Linked DNA regions of Mus musculus: region 2 is linked to region 1. Evidence: chromatin contacts called from public HiChIP or PLAC-seq data. All regions are on one chromosome and are shown on one strand. Each heading gives the region's core, a stretch centred on a gene start, on an enhancer-like site or on the middle of the called end of the contact. The rest is flanking DNA. Distances are from core to core; before and after follow the strand shown.

Region 1 (4,062 bases), core at 129-2,628:
AATACTGCTGCTTACTGCCTGCTCTTTTAAACAGCCAGGTTCCACCCTCTTAGGATGGTACCACCCATAGTGTGCTGGGCCCTCCCACATCATCAAGAGAATGCTCCTCCCTACCCCCCCTCCCCCCCAACACACAAGCTCAAAGGCCAGTCTGATGGAGGCTGTTCCTTAATGTGATTTCCTCTCAGGCAACTATTGGTGTGTCAGGTTCACAAAAACTAAGTGGCATGGCACCATGACTCAGGCTCACATCTTGTACTTTGCTTTGAGATGGAGATTCACTACATTGCTCAGGCTGGTCTCTAGTTCCTCAGTTCAAGTGATCTTCCAGCCTCAGTCTGCTGAGTATCTGAGACTACAAAAGTGTGGGCCACCAACACAGCTTAACTAAATTTTGTTAATTCAGCTGTGATAAGATTACTCCCAAGAGGGCTGGGATAATCTCTTCCCTAGGATGCACAAGGCCCTGGGTTTAATCTCCAGTATAAAGACTATCTGAGCAAAAAGGATTTAATAGATATTCCATTAAAATGATTGTTTTTCAAAAAATTTCAAACATTTCCAATCAGATACCAAAGAATGAAGTTATATGCAAGGATGAATGTAAGTTCAGGGGCTGAGAAAATTGGAACTCTCCAACTGAAACCCACAAGTCTCCTGAGTCGTCAATTGACTCTAATTGTTAAAGTTCTGAAAGATTTGCCTTGGTTTTCAGAGAGAAGAGAGCTTCAGAATTCTGCTGAAAACCAGCCAAGAATTGCTCCTTAAGGCAGAGAGGGGGCTAGGAGGACAACCTCCAAACCGGAACACCCCCAGGGGTTGGGGTGAAGGCCTTGTCCCCTGGAGGAAGGCAAAAACTGGAAGGGTGTGGAGGGTGGAGGCTAGACGGTAGAGGGTAGAGGTGGGCAGGTGTCTGGATTCTGGTCTAAGAGATTAAGAAAAGGAAAGCGTAAGGAGCCTTATCCTTTCCCTTCCATTCCCTACCCAGCAAAGCCAAGACCCAGCCCGCACCCATACCACCACGAGGACCGCTAGCGAGGCCCCACCCCTCCGGATGAGGCTCCCTTTCTGCCGTGAGTGACAGCAACCCAAGCCCCACCCCACTCGCCACAGCCCCGCCTTTAACATGTCTCTCTACAACGACAGCTGATGAGGCCACGCCCATGCAGCACCACCACATCCCACCAAAATGAGAACCTTCATGGCCCCGCCCCTTCCGTCGCGGCCCCACCCCTCTCCCGAGGGTCAGCCAGTGAAGCTTCACTCTGACACCTCCGCCCCCCTTCCTCGGGACTTACAACTGTTAAGGCACCGCCCCTTTCACGGTGATCCCGCCCCCCACGCCGAGTGACAGCCGGAAGGCCCCGCCCCTCCCGGTCGTTGACGCCTCCTGTCGGCCAAGGCGCCACGCCCCGGTCGTGTATCCAGTCCGCCTTAGCGCCGCGGGCCTGGTTCTCCCCGCTCCCGCGGTCCCCGAGGACGCCGCGTGGGCGGCCGGTGAGTGGGGAGGGGCGCAGTCCGTGTGGTGGGCCCGCTGGGGATGCTCCCCCCCCGCGACAGGGAAAGAGCCACGGAAGCACTGGTCAGGGCTGGAGATCCGCAAGGGTGTGAAAGCCGGCGGAGGCAGGGGGATGTCGGCCGGCTCTGGATTTGCGTCAGGCCTGGAGCAGGGCCGTCTCTGACTGACCATGGGATCCCGGGGTGTCGGGCTGCTCTGATTGACACTTCGGGGAAGGTGCCCGGTAGCCTTGATTGTGTCACACCTCGCGGTCTCTCTAGGGTTGTGAACAGATCCGGTCTGAGGTTTCTGACCGGGCCCATTGTGCGCTTTCCGTGATAGGTGTCGCATGACTCCAGTGAAGGGTGCAGAGCCCTGTCCCTACCCGAAACCCTGTTTGTTCTTTCCCATAGCTGAGGCGGTGCGTAGACGGTCTGACTGAAGTCTCTTCAAGTTTGTTCCCACTCCACAGTTGAATCGCAATCCCTTAAACCCTGATGTTGTAATCGAATCCCGGCAGTTTTAAAAGTTTCAGGTGCACTGTGAGTGGCCTGGTTTCCATTTAAAGTCACAGTAACCTTAGAGGACTAGATATTTCTAAGGACTCTTTCTGTCTTTAAACAATTTTAAATGCAACCGTGCATCCCTTAACCAGGGTAAACTGGGAGGGAGATGCTTGCTGTTTACCTGGCATGAACGTCCGAGGGCACTCACACAGACAAAGAGGCTGTGACTTTACTAGGCATATAGTTTTGTTTTCTGGGGTTTTTTTGTTTTGGTTTGCTTTGGTTTGGTTTTTGGTTTTTAAAAATTTTTGTCTGTGCGTTCGTGTTATTGTGAGTGCAGGCAAACGGATACACACAGGCTTGTACAGGACAGAGGACACAGGTGTGGGCCCTTGCCTCCCACCGTGTTTGAGATAGGATGTCTTTGTGTCTTTTCATTTTTGCTGCTGTGCTGCCTGTTCCAGGCCATTCAGCCCTATGGCTTCTTAGGGTTTTACTGTCTCTGTCTCCCATATCACCTGGAGTTGGGATTACAGAAGCACTCTACTGCGTGCTGGAGTCCAAATTTAGGTCCTCTTGATGAGAAATGAGAGATGCAGAATATCAGACAGGCATAGACAAGGCCTGGTAAACTGTAACGAGTGTGCATTTGGATAGACTGTAGTGTGGTTGCGTGTGCGTGTGTGTATGAGTGTGTAAAGAGGAAAACTAGAAAGGTTGGAACACAGAAAAGAGGATAAAGTTGAGAATATAAATGCCCTGTAGGAATGCTCAGAACCCTATGACCTCTAGTAGCATTTTGTTTTTCTTCCTAATTTGTATATTTAAAAGTGTTTTTTTTTTTTTTTACATATTATTGTATGTGTGCATGTGGGTTTACACATACCATGGAATGTGTGTAGGGATCAGAGGTCAAATTCTGGGAGTCAATTCTCTCCTTTTGTGTATATAAATACACATATAATTAATGGGGTAGTATTCTAATATTAATTTGTGACTTTTTCCAACTTAACATTTTCTCATTTATCATTTTCCTTGATCACTAAATATTCACACTGAACAACCAGCTACTTCTTTCTAAAATAATAATAGTATTTCAGCTATGTGTTTAATACATGCATGCTTGGAGGTGAAGAATTAGGGCTGATCAAGGCAAGTATATTAGTAAGTGTTTAAATGCCATCTATGCTACATTGAGCTAGTCCCTCACAGTATATACATGGGTTGTCTGTAGCTCTCTGCATTTTTACACAGTAACACCTGCTTTTGGAAGATGCCAGCTCAGAATGCTGTTTGTCCTGGTTGTTTTTTGTTTTTATTTTTGTTTTTTTTTTTTTGTTTTTTTTTTTGTAGTTGTTGTTTTCAACTTGACACAAACTATCCTCATCTGAACAAATCCCTCCACCATATTGACAGGTACACAGATCTGTGGGGCATTTTCTTGACTGATGATTGATTGGGGTGGGGGTGTGCAGTCCACGGCCAGTGGAGCCAGCCCTAGGCGGGTGGCCATGGGTTGTATAAGAAAGCAGGCTGACCAGGCCAGTAAGCTGCACCCTCCATGGCCTCTGCTTCAGCTCCTGCTTTGAGTTTCTGTCTTGGCTTCCCAGATGATGGAAGTCAAAAAACCCTTTTCCTCCCAAGTTGCTTTTGGTTGTGGTGCTTATCAGAGCAATAGAAGCTCTGAGACAGTGTTACCTGTGATGTGAAGCTATGGTTGGAATACATGGTAGTTTTTATACATACTTATTAGAAAGGGGAAAATAAGGGATTTGGGGAAATAAAAGATTTTTATTTTGAAATGATTTGGGTTTGTTTTTTGTTTGTTTGTTTTTGTTTTGTTTTGTTTTGTTTTTTTGTTATCTGCAAAGGCATTAGAGTTCTCATGTGCCAGCTTCCCTGAGCCTTGTATGGTCTCAGTACAACAATTAGTGAACACAGGAAAGCAGCCTGACACAGTTCCATTAAGTGACTTGCAGATCTCAGTAGAGCACACCAGTCTCACACTTGTGATAGGATCCATTGTTGTACTTACCTATGGTGTACGTCCTTAGCATT
Region 2 (4,136 bases), core at 640-3,139, 43 kb before region 1:
AGCATTTTTCCATTTTTTTTTCAAAGAAACAACTCTTTTTGAGTCTTTTTACTTTAATCTTTTCTATTTTACTAATATCGGTCTTGATCTTTAAGATTCACTCCTGTCTATTGTTTGAGGGTTTGGCTTGCTCTTGTTTAAGACCCCAGGGTACATCGTCAAGTTATTCTTAAGTTTGGATTCGTGATCATATCCCAGAATTCCTGGAAGTTGTGGTCATGCCTGTGGTTAGTGTTTGTTTTTCCCTCATCCTTCTCCCCTCACACTCTTCCTTCTGTTTGTCTAAAGATGTTTTCTACCATCTCTTAAAATTTTTCATTCAAACATTTGTACTTTTTTCCTCTTCAAAATCTTAATTTTCTTACTGACTTTTTTGTTTGTTTGTTTATTTGTTTGTTTTGTTTTTTGAGACAGGGTTTCTCTTTATAGCCCTAGCTGTCCTGGAACTCACTTTATAGACCAGGCTGGCCTCGAACTCAGAAATCCACCTGCCTCTGCCTCCCGAGTGCTGGGATTAAAGGAGTGCACCACCATGCCTGGCTTCTTACTGACTTTCTTATTCATGTTTTAGACTGTCTTCGTGTCCTGAGTTTACTTACTTCATTTATATTCTTATTTGTATCCTCCTTGAAAGCATTGGTAGTTTTACAAATAAAATTTTAAATTGCTCTTCTGGCATCTTATCCATTTCAGTGTTTTGAACTTAGAAATTTAGAAGTTAAAAATTATTAATATAAATTAGAAGTTTAAACTATTATTAATTAAAATTATTAATTCAAAGTTTTAAAATATTATAAATTAAAATTATTACTATTATTTAAAACTAAAGTCATGCTTCCTTGATATTTTCTTTTCTTTCTTTCTTTTTTTTTCCTTGTTGGTTTTTGGGACAGTGTTTCTCAATTTAGTCCTAGTTGAACTAGAGCTTACTCTGATGATCTGGCTGGTCTCAAACTCACAGGGATTCTACCTCCCAAGTGCTGACATTAAAGGCACATGCCCCATACCCATTTTCTTATGTGTCTGTGCATTTGTTGGCTTGATTTCCATTCAGGTCTATTTGGGAATTTTTCTTAGGTATCAGGACTATTAGCTCAGTCCCTAAGACCTCTCAGATAGGAAAACCAGAGTTATTATATCTGAGTTCTACCCTTGGAATTATATCTGAGTTCTACCCTTGGAACCCATGGTAGAAGGAGAAAACTGACTCCTGAAAGCTGGTGCCTGACCGACCACCACACTCATGTGAACCATGATATGCACATGCCCATGCTCTGGCACAACACACGCCACCACCACAACTGCTGCCGCCGCCACCACAAACAACAGTGAACTGATGAAATTTGGTTTTTGGAAAATAGTAATACAATTGGATCCTGCTATGTGGACGTGTGGGGCCTCATTTGCAGTCCTGGATTTGTCTGTCTTACAGTCTGTGCTGCTGCAGAGCCTGGGCTGAAAGAGCATCAGTTATCCTCCAGAGCCGCCCTCATTTTAGTAGTTTCTCCACTTTGAGTGTGAGGGACCATTGCCAGCCAGCATTAGTTTTGCAGTTTGTGGGCTAGGCAGATCCTCCTACCCTTCCAAGATCCTCCCATGTGTATATCCACGGTTGCTAATATTCTAACTTGAAGGCAGGCAGGCCTGGGAGAAGGAGAAGCAACCACTGGGTTGAGATCTGTCTGAGCCTGCTGAACATTAAACACCCTGTTAGAGGGAGGGACACAGTTGTGCAAACCAAGTATCTTCTGGATCTTGGGAGCTTTCGTCTCCACGGCAGTGAACTTGAGGACAGACAGGCAAGTCCAGTAAGTACATCGGCCGGTCTCAGCTCATGGATCAAAGTCCAAAGCTATTCTCAAGTGATGAAATCAACCTCAAGCCACCCCTGCCTATGTCACTGCCTGAGCAGAGCCTGCTGCCAAGGTGTACTGCTCTCCTGCAACGGGCTCTCCCCAGGGGATGTGTGAAGGCTGCCTGCCCTCGGGCTCCTGACATCTGTGACTGTTCCTGCTCCTAGGCCCTCGGGGTAGCTAGGTTTTAAACAAAAGATTCCCACACAGATGACACTGCCTCTGAGTCATCCTTGGAGCAAAATAGAGCTCCCCCCTGCTGACCCACCCACCAGAAGCGCCTCTGCCCGCCCACGGGGAGCCACTGGCTAGAGCCCTGTGCAGCTTCCTTCTTTTACTATGTTCTGTTTCTCTTCACTCTCTGCTGAACATTAATTCTGCTTTATATTCCCTTTACAGTGGCATGTTCTCTCGATAGATAGATAGATAGATAGATAGATAGATAGATAGATAGATAGATAGACAGAGCCTGACTCATCCTTTATTACACAGTGTGAAGACAGCTTCTCACCCTTCATATTAAACAGAAGTCACAATCTAAAGTCTTTTTATTATATGTGTGTGTATAGTTTTGTTTATGTGAGTGTTTTGCCTGAGTGTGTGTCTGTGTACCACAGGCATGCATTGCCAGTTGAGGCTTGAAGAGGGTGATGGATCCCAAGGAACAAGAGTTACAGATGGTTACAAACCACCATGAGGATTCTGGGAAGCCAAATCTAGTGCTGCCGCACTGCAAACCTGGGAATTTATTATAGACTGGTTCTGAGGAAAAATGGAGGTCACTTCTCAGTCTCCAGTCAACATCCCACAGACCATTTTTTAAGGCAGCAAAACCATTCTGTATGATTCTACAGATCAAATGTACAGGACCAAAGTGAATCTTCAGGTAACACACAGACTTCAGAAAGAGCCAGCGAGCCTCTCAGCCACTCCCAATCTTCCCTGCACTCTCAGGCATCAGCAGTGCTGTGGTAGCACAAATGAGGGACAGGTTATGTAAGAACTTCCTGTTTGCCTCTGCTTGCCAACCTGACTGGATTTAGAGTCCAGATCACTCTGTTTTCAGAGTGGTTTGACAGAGAAGACCTTCCCTGAGTGCAAATAGCACTGTTTCTTGGATAAGGGTCTCAAATTGAATAAAAAGGGGTAAAGGGTGTGGTGTTGTGGTGCATCCCTTTAATCCCGGCACTCAGGAGGCACAGTTAGATGGGTGTCTGTGAGTTTAAAGCCAGCCTGGTCTACATAGCAAGTTCTAGGCCAGCCAGAGCTAAATAGTGTAACCCTATGTGTTCAAGGTGTGTTTGTGTGTGGGTGTGTACAGATGTAGGGAATCATGAATTAGATCAGACCAACTTCATGATTTCCTGCATCTGTACACCTGCAACTCCAGCCCCTCAGAAGACTGAGGCAGAAGGACTGTAAGTGTGAGACCTGCCTGAGATGCAGAGCAAGTCCTGGGTTAGCCTGAGCTATATAGCAAGTGTGGGCGTGTGCGTGTGTGTGTGCACGTGTGTGTGTGTGTGTGTGTGTGTGTGTGTGTGTGTGTGTGTGTGTGTGAGTGAAAACAAGAGGGGTTGGGGAGCTCGGTAGTTAAGAATGCATAAGGCTCTTTAGAGGACCTGACTTAACACCTATGTCAGATCATAATTGCTTGCAACTTCAGGTCCAGGGCATCTGATAGCTCCAGCCTCTGCAAGCACCCACACTTGCACTTATCCACTTACAAACATACACACACATATGTGATTAGAAAATAAATCTATAACAGCAACAGAAATAAAAACAAGCTAGCTAGCCGGGCAGTGGTGGCACATGCCTTTAATCCCAGCACTCGAGAGGCCGAGATAGGCGGATTTCTGAATTCGAGGCCAGCCTGGTCTACAAAGTGAGTTCCAGGATAGCCAAAGGCTATACAGAGAAACCCTGTCTCGGAAAAAAGCAAAAACAAAAAACATGCTAGCTGTCATTATTTACATTTGCAATTCCAGCAATCAGGAGCCTGAGAGGAAGCTGAACAATAGGAAGGCAATTCTCAGCCCAGACACACCTTCAACTACCACCACCACAAATACATTCAGTTTGCATGTATGTGCAAATGCATTTGCATGTGCACACAAGCAAACTGAGTTTTACAAAGAATCAGGTCACATATATGTAATTTTAACCATTTCAACAGTTTTCAGAAAACTGATACAGGTTTAGCCAGTTCAGCTCTTAGACATAGATGGAGCTGCCAGATGCTCACCACAGTACAGTTCCCTTCTCCGCTTTCTGAAATCATCT

What was found. HiChIP or PLAC-seq counts read pairs in DNA pulled down with a chosen protein or histone mark.
Region 2: a contact with region 1 is called in an H3K4me3 HiChIP or PLAC-seq map of bone marrow-derived macrophages, with 2.3 times the contacts expected there. The contact joins the enhancer-like site here to the promoter of Ano10 in region 1. A contact is called at or near these places in 1 of 39 promoter capture datasets (neutrophils), 5 of 484 Hi-C or Micro-C datasets (LSK cells, bone marrow-derived macrophages, muscle stem cells and 2 more) and 3 of 115 datasets of contacts at active chromatin or transcription factors (bone marrow-derived macrophages, extraembryonic endoderm stem cells and pancreatic cancer cells).

The regions. Positions count from the first base shown.
Region 1 is chr9:122,291,739-122,295,800 of GRCm38.p6, reverse strand. It overlaps Ano10 (anoctamin 10), which reads left to right and starts at 1,378. Exons shown (of 13, transcript NM_133979.3): 1 at 1,378-1,497.
Region 2 is chr9:122,335,579-122,339,714 of GRCm38.p6, reverse strand. No RefSeq gene overlaps it. Among named protein-coding and RNA genes, the nearest start is that of Gm35398, 7.9 kb to the left of the region's middle. Within about 2 kb of position 1,889, at least 83 of the 459 cell types and tissues checked have an H3K27ac peak or open chromatin away from gene starts, as enhancers often do. A contact at or near this core is called in bone marrow-derived macrophages, muscle stem cells and pancreatic cancer cells, where this site is marked.